Linked DNA regions of Hordeum vulgare: region 2 is linked to region 1. Evidence: chromatin contacts called from public Hi-C data. All regions are on one chromosome and are shown on one strand. Each heading gives the region's core, a stretch centred on a gene start, on an enhancer-like site or on the middle of the called end of the contact. The rest is flanking DNA. Distances are from core to core; before and after follow the strand shown.

The links. A called contact is a pair of places that touch in the nucleus more often than the background predicts.
Region 2: a contact with region 1 is called in a Hi-C map of leaf, with 4 times the contacts expected there. The contact joins the promoter of LOC123439347 here to the enhancer-like site in region 1. A contact is called at or near these places in 2 of 6 Hi-C or Micro-C datasets (leaf and seedling) and 1 of 1 datasets of contacts at active chromatin or transcription factors (embryo).

Annotation. Positions count from the first base shown.
Region 1 is chr1H:386,025,635-386,029,601 of MorexV3_pseudomolecules_assembly, forward strand. No RefSeq gene overlaps it. Among protein-coding and RNA genes, the nearest start is that of LOC123439347, 66 kb to the right of the region's middle. Within about 2 kb of position 2,332, at least 2 of the 3 cell types and tissues checked have open chromatin away from gene starts, as enhancers often do. A contact at or near this core is called in leaf and seedling, where this site is marked.
Region 2 is chr1H:386,092,022-386,095,988 of MorexV3_pseudomolecules_assembly, forward strand. LOC123439347 (transcription factor MYBS2-like) reads left to right here and starts at 1,821. Exons shown (of 5, transcript XM_045116075.1): 1 at 1,821-2,301; 2 at 2,698-2,927; 3 at 3,031-3,108; 4 at 3,209-3,265; 5 at 3,369-3,807. The coding sequence starts at 2,031. The coding sequence ends at 3,545.

The DNA.
Region 1 (3,967 bases), core at 1,082-3,581:
TTGCATATCAAGGATGGACATAGAAATGCGAGAAAAATGATCGGACCCAGTTGCATACCAAAGGTAGATTTACAAATGGGACAAAAAACATCAGTTAGAACTCGGGTTGCAACTAGGAGAAAAAAATTGGTGGCCCCCATTTTGTGTTGATGATGAATTTGGAACTAAAACAAAAAAATACCGGGACTAGTTATATATCGGGTGCAAAGGCATAGCCTAACCTTTTGTAGGATCCGAAGTATGTCTAGCGGGGGTGATTAGACTACTTGACCAAATAAAAACTTAGCATTTTCCCAATTTTAGTTGTGGGCCACTTTTAGCAGTTGTAGCAAGTCAAGCACACCCTACACATGCATATCTACGAGTATTACAACAGGAAGTAAAGACGTGCAAATGTAAGTAGAGGGAAGGGATAGGAAGATCAAACGCAAAGGTTGACACAACGATTTTCGGCGTGGTCCCGATCGGTGGTGCTATTGTACGTCCACGTTAGTGGAGACTTCAATCCATGGAGGGTAACGTCTGACAGAGTCCACGGAGGGCTCCACCCACCAGGGATCCACAAAGAAGCGGCCTTTTCTATTCCACCATGGCCGACGTCCACACATGGCTAGCCTCACTCGGGGTAGATCTTCACGAAGTAGGAGATCTCCTTGCCCTTACAAACTTCTTGGTTCAACTCCACAACACGAAGTAGGAGGCTTCCAAGCGACACCTAACCAATCTAGGAGGCACCACCTCCAAAAGATAAAAGATGCGGTAGAATGATGAACTCCTTGCTCTTGTGCTTCAAAAGATAGTCTCCTCAACACTCAATCACTCTCTCACAGATTTGGCATGGATAGGAGAGATTGATTGGGTGGAAAGCAACTTGGGGAGGCTAGAGATCAAGTTTCTAATGGATGGATTGGAATATCTTGATCTCAACACATAAGTAGGTGGCTATCTCTTAGAAAAACAGATATGGCAAGTGTGTGTGTTCTCAGTGCTTCCTCTGCGAATGAGAGGTGGTGGAGGGGTATATATAGGCATCTCCAAAAATCCAACCGTTATAACATTATTGCCCAACTCGGTGACACCCACATGAATCTTGATGGTACCGAGTTGGACTAAGTGTGGCAACTGTTGGATTCTCGGTGAGACTGATATAGGAATCTCGATGGTATCGATATGGTGGCCTAGGGTAGTTTCCAAATCTCGGTGAGACCGATTTCAGAACTCGAAAATTCCGATTCCAAATCAGAAAGCTGGTCACTCATTTTCGGTGTCACCGAAATGAAAGTTGGTGGTACCGGCATTCTAGGGTTTGGCATAGGCTGTGTCTCTAGAAAAATCAGTAGGATTGAATGGAAATTGTTGGTGGCACCAATTTTGATGTTTAGGCTTTGGAAAGAGAATTTTGTAGGAAAATGGCTGAGTATTTTTGGTGGATGTCTCTAAGCACTTGAGCAACCAATTCATCATAGATTTCTCACCCCCTTTTAATAGTATTGACATTCCTATAGACTCAAAAGTGATTTCTCACAAATATAAAATGCAGAGTCTTGTAGCTTGAAGCTTGACCAATACTATTCCTTTCCTTGCTTCAAGGGGCTTCTCCTCACAATCATTTAGCCAATGCATCTTTGAACTTTTTTTAAATATACTTGGATAGAATCATTAGTTCAATGACACATATGTTGTTATTAATTACCAAAACCACCTTAGGAAGCAATTGTGCTTTCACCTTTCTATAACGCATATATCTTTGACATTGAACTTGAAAGGAAATAGAAAAGGGAACGACAAGTAACATAGCATGCATGTTCGGCTTCTACAACACACATCGGGTAAGAATTGTGCCACAAGAGTGCAAGCGAGGTGAAAGATAAAGCTAAACGGGCCTAGCCAACAAACATGATACGAACAAATAAACATCGGCTAACGAGGTAAAAGATAAAGCGAAAAATAAAATCAAACGGTGACAAATTTAGACGAAACATCATTTAATAATATTGTAAATTTAAAATATGCTTATGATATTTAAAAAACAAGGATATTAAAATGACCAAGAAAGAGGAAAGCAGGAAAAACTAAAATTTAAAACCCAAAAGAGAAATTGGAAAAAACGAAACAAGGAAAAAAGACCTTGTTTCAAAAGATCAAACAAAAAATACAAGTTGCCACCCTAAGGTCTTATAATTCTTGGAGCGTACCTATATCGTGTTTTGTGCCTCGCCGCTCTCAATCATATTGATTCAAAAAATATGCAACCAACAAGCACACGGATAGCCCAATCCACAAATAAAATGTATAAATAAGCCCACAACAAAGACAAACAACGGCTTTCAGCCCGAGTTCGTGAAAAAGAAAACCCAACAACGGCCCACCCTAACTAACATGGATTTGGACATGCATGGGACCTCCTAATTGGCGCCTTTCAGCGTCGGTTAGAAGATCGGGCGCCCACACGAACGCAACGGATCGTGGCCTATTTAAGCATCGCTTCCCTCGCTCGCTCCCACTCCTTTTCCATCTCTCGCTTGATGAACTAGTATTTTCTCGGCTCTGATATGCTGCTGGTTCTCAAAAAGACAAACCTCCGTTTTTTATTCAATTTAAATATGTTCGTAAAATAAAAAAAACATTCACATCTTATATTAAAATGTTCATGGTTCACAAAAGTTCATGAAATTGAAAAAGAAATTACGCACAAAAATCACAAATCATGAAAAGTTCATCAATTCTGAAAACCAATCATATATTTTGAAAAAAAAATCATTTTGATAAAAGCTCATCAAATTTTAAAAAAGATCAGCGATTTTTAAATAATTTCACGAATTTAAGAATAGTTAATCAATTTTGAGAAAAGGTTCATGAATTTGAAAAAAAGTCATCGCTTTAGAAAAAACTTTACCACTCTTCAAAAAAGTTCATCAAAATCGGTAAATAATAACCTAATTTGAAAAGGTTTATCAATTTAAGAAAAGGTTCACGAATTTTAAAATTAACATTAAAGAAAACAACAAGAAGAAATGAAAAAGATAAGACAAAGAAAAAAACAAGCCTAAATGGTGGACGAAGTAAAGGAGAAAAAGTGAAATAAATCTACGCAAGTTGGAGGCTGGTTGTTGGTTAGTGCCGAACCGATGCAACAAATGGTCGTGGGTTTGATCTACAGTGCGTGCTCATTTTTTAGTTGCTAGAAAACTGGAAGGAAAAAATAAATCTTGATGTACGAATTTTAAAGACAAACAAAGATGAACGGGTTTGAACTTAGATGTAAGATAAATATGTTACATTTAGATGTGAAATAGTAAATCTGTTTATATAATATGCAGGGCCTAGTTTGTAGTTTTAAGTTTATGTTGTGTAGATGACTCATGACTGTACTGTTTGTGGATGAATCTAGAGAAAATTCCTTATATAACACTATTTTAAATGTTGGTTCCTTATTTAACACTCAAAAAATGTTTCTTCCTTATGTAGCACCGAGTGTAAATATTTTGCCTTATCTAACATTTCTGGTCATTCTGTTAGCCCACGCCGTTAAAGTGAAATTGCATTGATGAAACTGTCCATGTCCATAGAAAAAAAAAGAAAGGAGAGAAACCCCCGAGCGATGCCTCTCTCCCACGACAGAACCCAACCCATTCTTTCTCTCGTTCACCCAAACCCTAGCGAGATGGACGGCGGCGGTGCCACAGATGGATCCGCACCGGAGGGGCCCGGCCAGGCCACGACGCCGGATGGATCCGGCCAGGGCACGATGTCAGATGGCCCCGGCCAGGGCGCGACGCTGGAGGGGGCCGGCCAGGGCGCGACGTCAAAGGGGGTCGGCCACGGCGCGACGCCGGAGGGGGCCGGCCATGGCGCGACGCCGGAGGGGCCTAGCCAGGGCGCGACGCCGTATGGGTTAGGCCAGTGCGCGGCATTAGCGGGTCTGCGGGTGGGGGTGGCTTAGCGAGCGGCTCGGCAGCAGCTTCAG
Region 2 (3,967 bases), core at 571-3,070, 66 kb after region 1:
GAAGGGAAAAATGAACCGTGTCATGCTCCGACATTTCATCAAATAAGACCTAAGCACAAGACGTCGGTGTTGTTCGTGCTTGTGTGTGCCCGTTGGAGTTTTGGCGAGACACACACCATCTTCGACGGCTCCGGATGCATTTGTCCATCCAAAATTACCCATTCAGACGTTGGATCATTGATGCACATGGCCTGCCGATGGCAGCTTCTATGTCACCTTCGGTGCGGCCGCGTTGGGGATGTTGGCGGAAGGACGGACACACACGAGGCGTGTGGTCGCATTGGAGGATACACTTTGACATCGATGTCCACAACCTCATTGGCCTCAAAATCCTTCGTTGTTGCTTCCTGCTTGCTATGGCGGTGAGGGCAAGGCTAGCTGAAATGCGAGAAATGAAGGACGAACACAAGATGAGGGCACTCAGTTTGGTAGTTTTGGTCAATTTGGTGAAATTTGAGGTGGATCCATGTGTCTGATCCGACCTGGCGGATGCGCCCAGGCGCGTTTGGGCCTCCCCATATCTGCCCCATATATGGTTTGCATATGAGGAGTGTCGATTAGTCCATAGAATAGGGCGAGTTCAAGGGGGTCGACTGGGTCACGATTCAGTGACCGGTCACTGATCGGAGTGTCTACCCAGATGTATAAGGTGCATTTCAGGAGCACGGCTATAAATACTCATGAATGCTGATCAGACCGATCATATAAAACCGAGCGTATGTATTGATGACTAGAGTCATGAAACTTCAAAATGGTCGAAGTTGTCACATGCATCTCGTTATTATAGAAAAGCCCATCTCCTACAAGGAAGTCATCTAACTTAATGAGGCATCATATATATCAAACCGGGTGTTGAATATAGTCAACCACCACTAAACAAACAAACCAATGGTTTGTTCTAATAAAACTTGTGATTTTGCATAGCTACAACTTGTGGCTTTTCAATGTATTTGCTAGCACGGGATCGCCTAAACTTGCGTTAATTTCAGGTGATATTTGTAGACATATTATCTACTTTATGATACATATATTTATTTGTTATCAGAATGACACATAAACTGGTTTGAAGGTGTCAAAAAGGAGTTGAAGGAGGTGGCTAAGTCACACAGGTTAGGAACAAATACATAGGTTGGGCAGCTGGCTAAGAGATGAGGGAGGAGATATAAGCTTATTTTCGTTACTCGAGGTAGAGTTTGTGATGGGGGTACATGTGGAGGTGGCAAGAGAGGTACGCCGAAGGGTGGGTCGGCTATGAGAAGGACAACAATAGCAATGTTGACGGCCAATAGACGATGGGAAAATAAAAAGTGATGATGGTTATGTATATGATGGATAGGCGGAAAAATTAAAACAAGAGTAGTGATGTACAATGCACGGAGAATATGAGACTCTCTCGGCCTTGAGATGCTACCATGCTACGAGCTCCTAGAAACTGTTGGATCTCAAATCCAATGGCTCCCAGAACATTTTGCAAAGAAATCCCTTAGAAGTTCAAGAATTACGCACGAATAGACTACGTTAGATATGATATCCAACGGTCCACGAGTGTGTATCACCTAAAACTTCCTCCTACAATGCAGTATGACATGGCGGCAGCGGGCGTGGCAAAGGGGTGGTCCATCCTACAATTTCTCCATAGCGTAGATAGTTTAAAATAAATAAAAAATTGAAAACGAGGCAGGAGATTAAGAAGTGAAGCATTTACGGTTGGCTAAAGTATGAGTGTTTTTATTTTCTTGAATTAAAAGCCTGCTCCAGAAAGTAAGTTGTGGAGAAAAAAAGAAGCTGGACGCGCTTATAAATGGAGAACGAGGGGAGACGGTAGCAGGTGCCGGTAAGTAGGCAGTGAGGACAAAGCCACCCACCCACCGATCGAGAGTCAGTCTCTCCCGGCCCTCCCTCCCCTCGTGCGGTAGCCTCCAAATCATCCAACGTCCAATCCACTTCCAACAAGATACCGCCACCATCCTCCGCCTGATCCGACCTCTTCCGTCAGCGACAGCGACCCCGCAACGCCCGGCTCCGTCGGGATGGAGGAGGAGGGCGGCGCGAGGAAGGCGGTGCTCTTCAGGCTGTTCGGCGTCGAGGTCCGCGGAGCGGAGGAGGAGGAGGAGGATGACGCGGAGCCCATGGAGCTCAAGAAGAGCACCAGCATGCCCAACCTCGCCTCCATCGGCCCGATTCTACCGCGCGGCGAGGCCAGCGCCAGCCACGACAAGGGCTACGCCTCCGACGACGGCGAGCTGGCGTCCACGCCGCAGCTCAAGCGCCGCCGCCGCAAGGCCCAGGAGCGCAAGAAAGGTAACAGCTTGATCAACCTCCATCTGGATCACGCAAGGTTTCTTGGTTCTTCTACCCTCCTGTCTGCCTTGTGCAACCCGTAGAGAGCTCTACTGTTCCATTCCTTCGTGCGGTGTACAGATTCCGGCCGTTTTTTGGGCATAATCATCTGATCGCTTAACTAATCTAGTGATTTGTGAGTGGAAATTCCGTCCTGGATCAAAGGAATTAAGAAACTGACTTGGAGCTATCATGACCTTTATGTATCATCCAATCCAAGTGTACTAGTCGATGGATCTTACGATCCCACCTGAACAACAATTTGATTAGTCGCTCCGTGTTGCTTCCTAGTAATAGTAGTTCGTACCATGAATCATCATGGCGCAAGTGGTTGATTGAGATGATATTCTGGTTCAGGGATTCCGTGGACCGAGGAGGAGCACAGGAAGTTCCTGGAGGGTCTGAAGCAGCTGGGCAAGGGGGACTGGAGAGGCATCTCCAAGAACTTCGTCACCACCAGGACGGCCACGCAGGTGGCCAGCCACGCCCAGAAGTACTTCCTCCGGCAGACCAACCCCGGCAAGAAGAAGCGCCGGGCCAGCCTCTTCGACGTCGGCATCCCCGCCGGCCACGGCTACGACGATCAGGTGCTCGATCCGGTCCAGTCCAGTTCGCGCCAAGTTAATCAAAACATCCATCGGATCCAGCACCTAACTTATGCACTCCGCTGAATTTCAAATTGGTTTTCAGCTGCCGAGTCCTCACAGTGTTGGAACCAAGCTTGCTCCTGCCGAGAAGATACTCCACACCGACCACGGCGACGTGCCGGTAAATTCCACGCAACTCGTGTTTCATTTCGTTTCCTGCTAGAACTAGATCGGGTTTCCATTTTGTCTGAGTACTGACTGAATCCTGAACCTCGCCTCAGCTACCAAGTTATTCTGAAGTCATCAGGGGCAACAACAACAACAACACCCAGATGCAGGTAAAGCCATCTAGCACCTTTAGTTGCATCTCAGAACATATCTGATGTAGTCACAACAGTGTGAGCAAAAGCTTTACAGCAACCGGGTCCTTTCTTCTGGCAGGCTGATGAACTAACTGACCATGCGAAGAAGAGATCAAAGTTCCCCACCGGAATGTCGCTGACCGCCATGGCTGCCTCCGGGCTTGAGCTGGCAATGTCTTCCTCTCCCAGCAGCATCCTGGAGCTCAGCATCGGGCCTCCTCGCCACTGCGCGGTCGATGCCATCAAGGTGCTGTGATTGATCCCCGGCTGCCGGGCTTGGCCGAAAGGATTTACCTGGTGTCCCTGTTCTTGTTGCCGTGCTAACCTTGTTGTCCGTTCGATCGTCGTAGTAGCTTCTTCAGCTAGCGTATGGAGTAAAATACATAAGAATTGTCTGCTTTGGTACTACAAGTTGGTGAAGGGAAACCAGAGAGGGGTTATGTAGTAGATTTGTTTGTACTGTATGGTTACCAGATTTAATTAATGTTATATCGGTGCTTGCATGGTGATTTAGTAAACTAATAATGTCATCAAGGCAAGGGGGTGCAGGAATTGGAGGTGGCGTTGGAAGGCATCGCGCTCATGAATTGAAAATCACACGGGTGGGGTTGGTTTCTTGTTGCCATCTGAGGAGGCAGCCATGACAGGAGAGGAGAGGACGGCTCCCTTCTTTTTGCC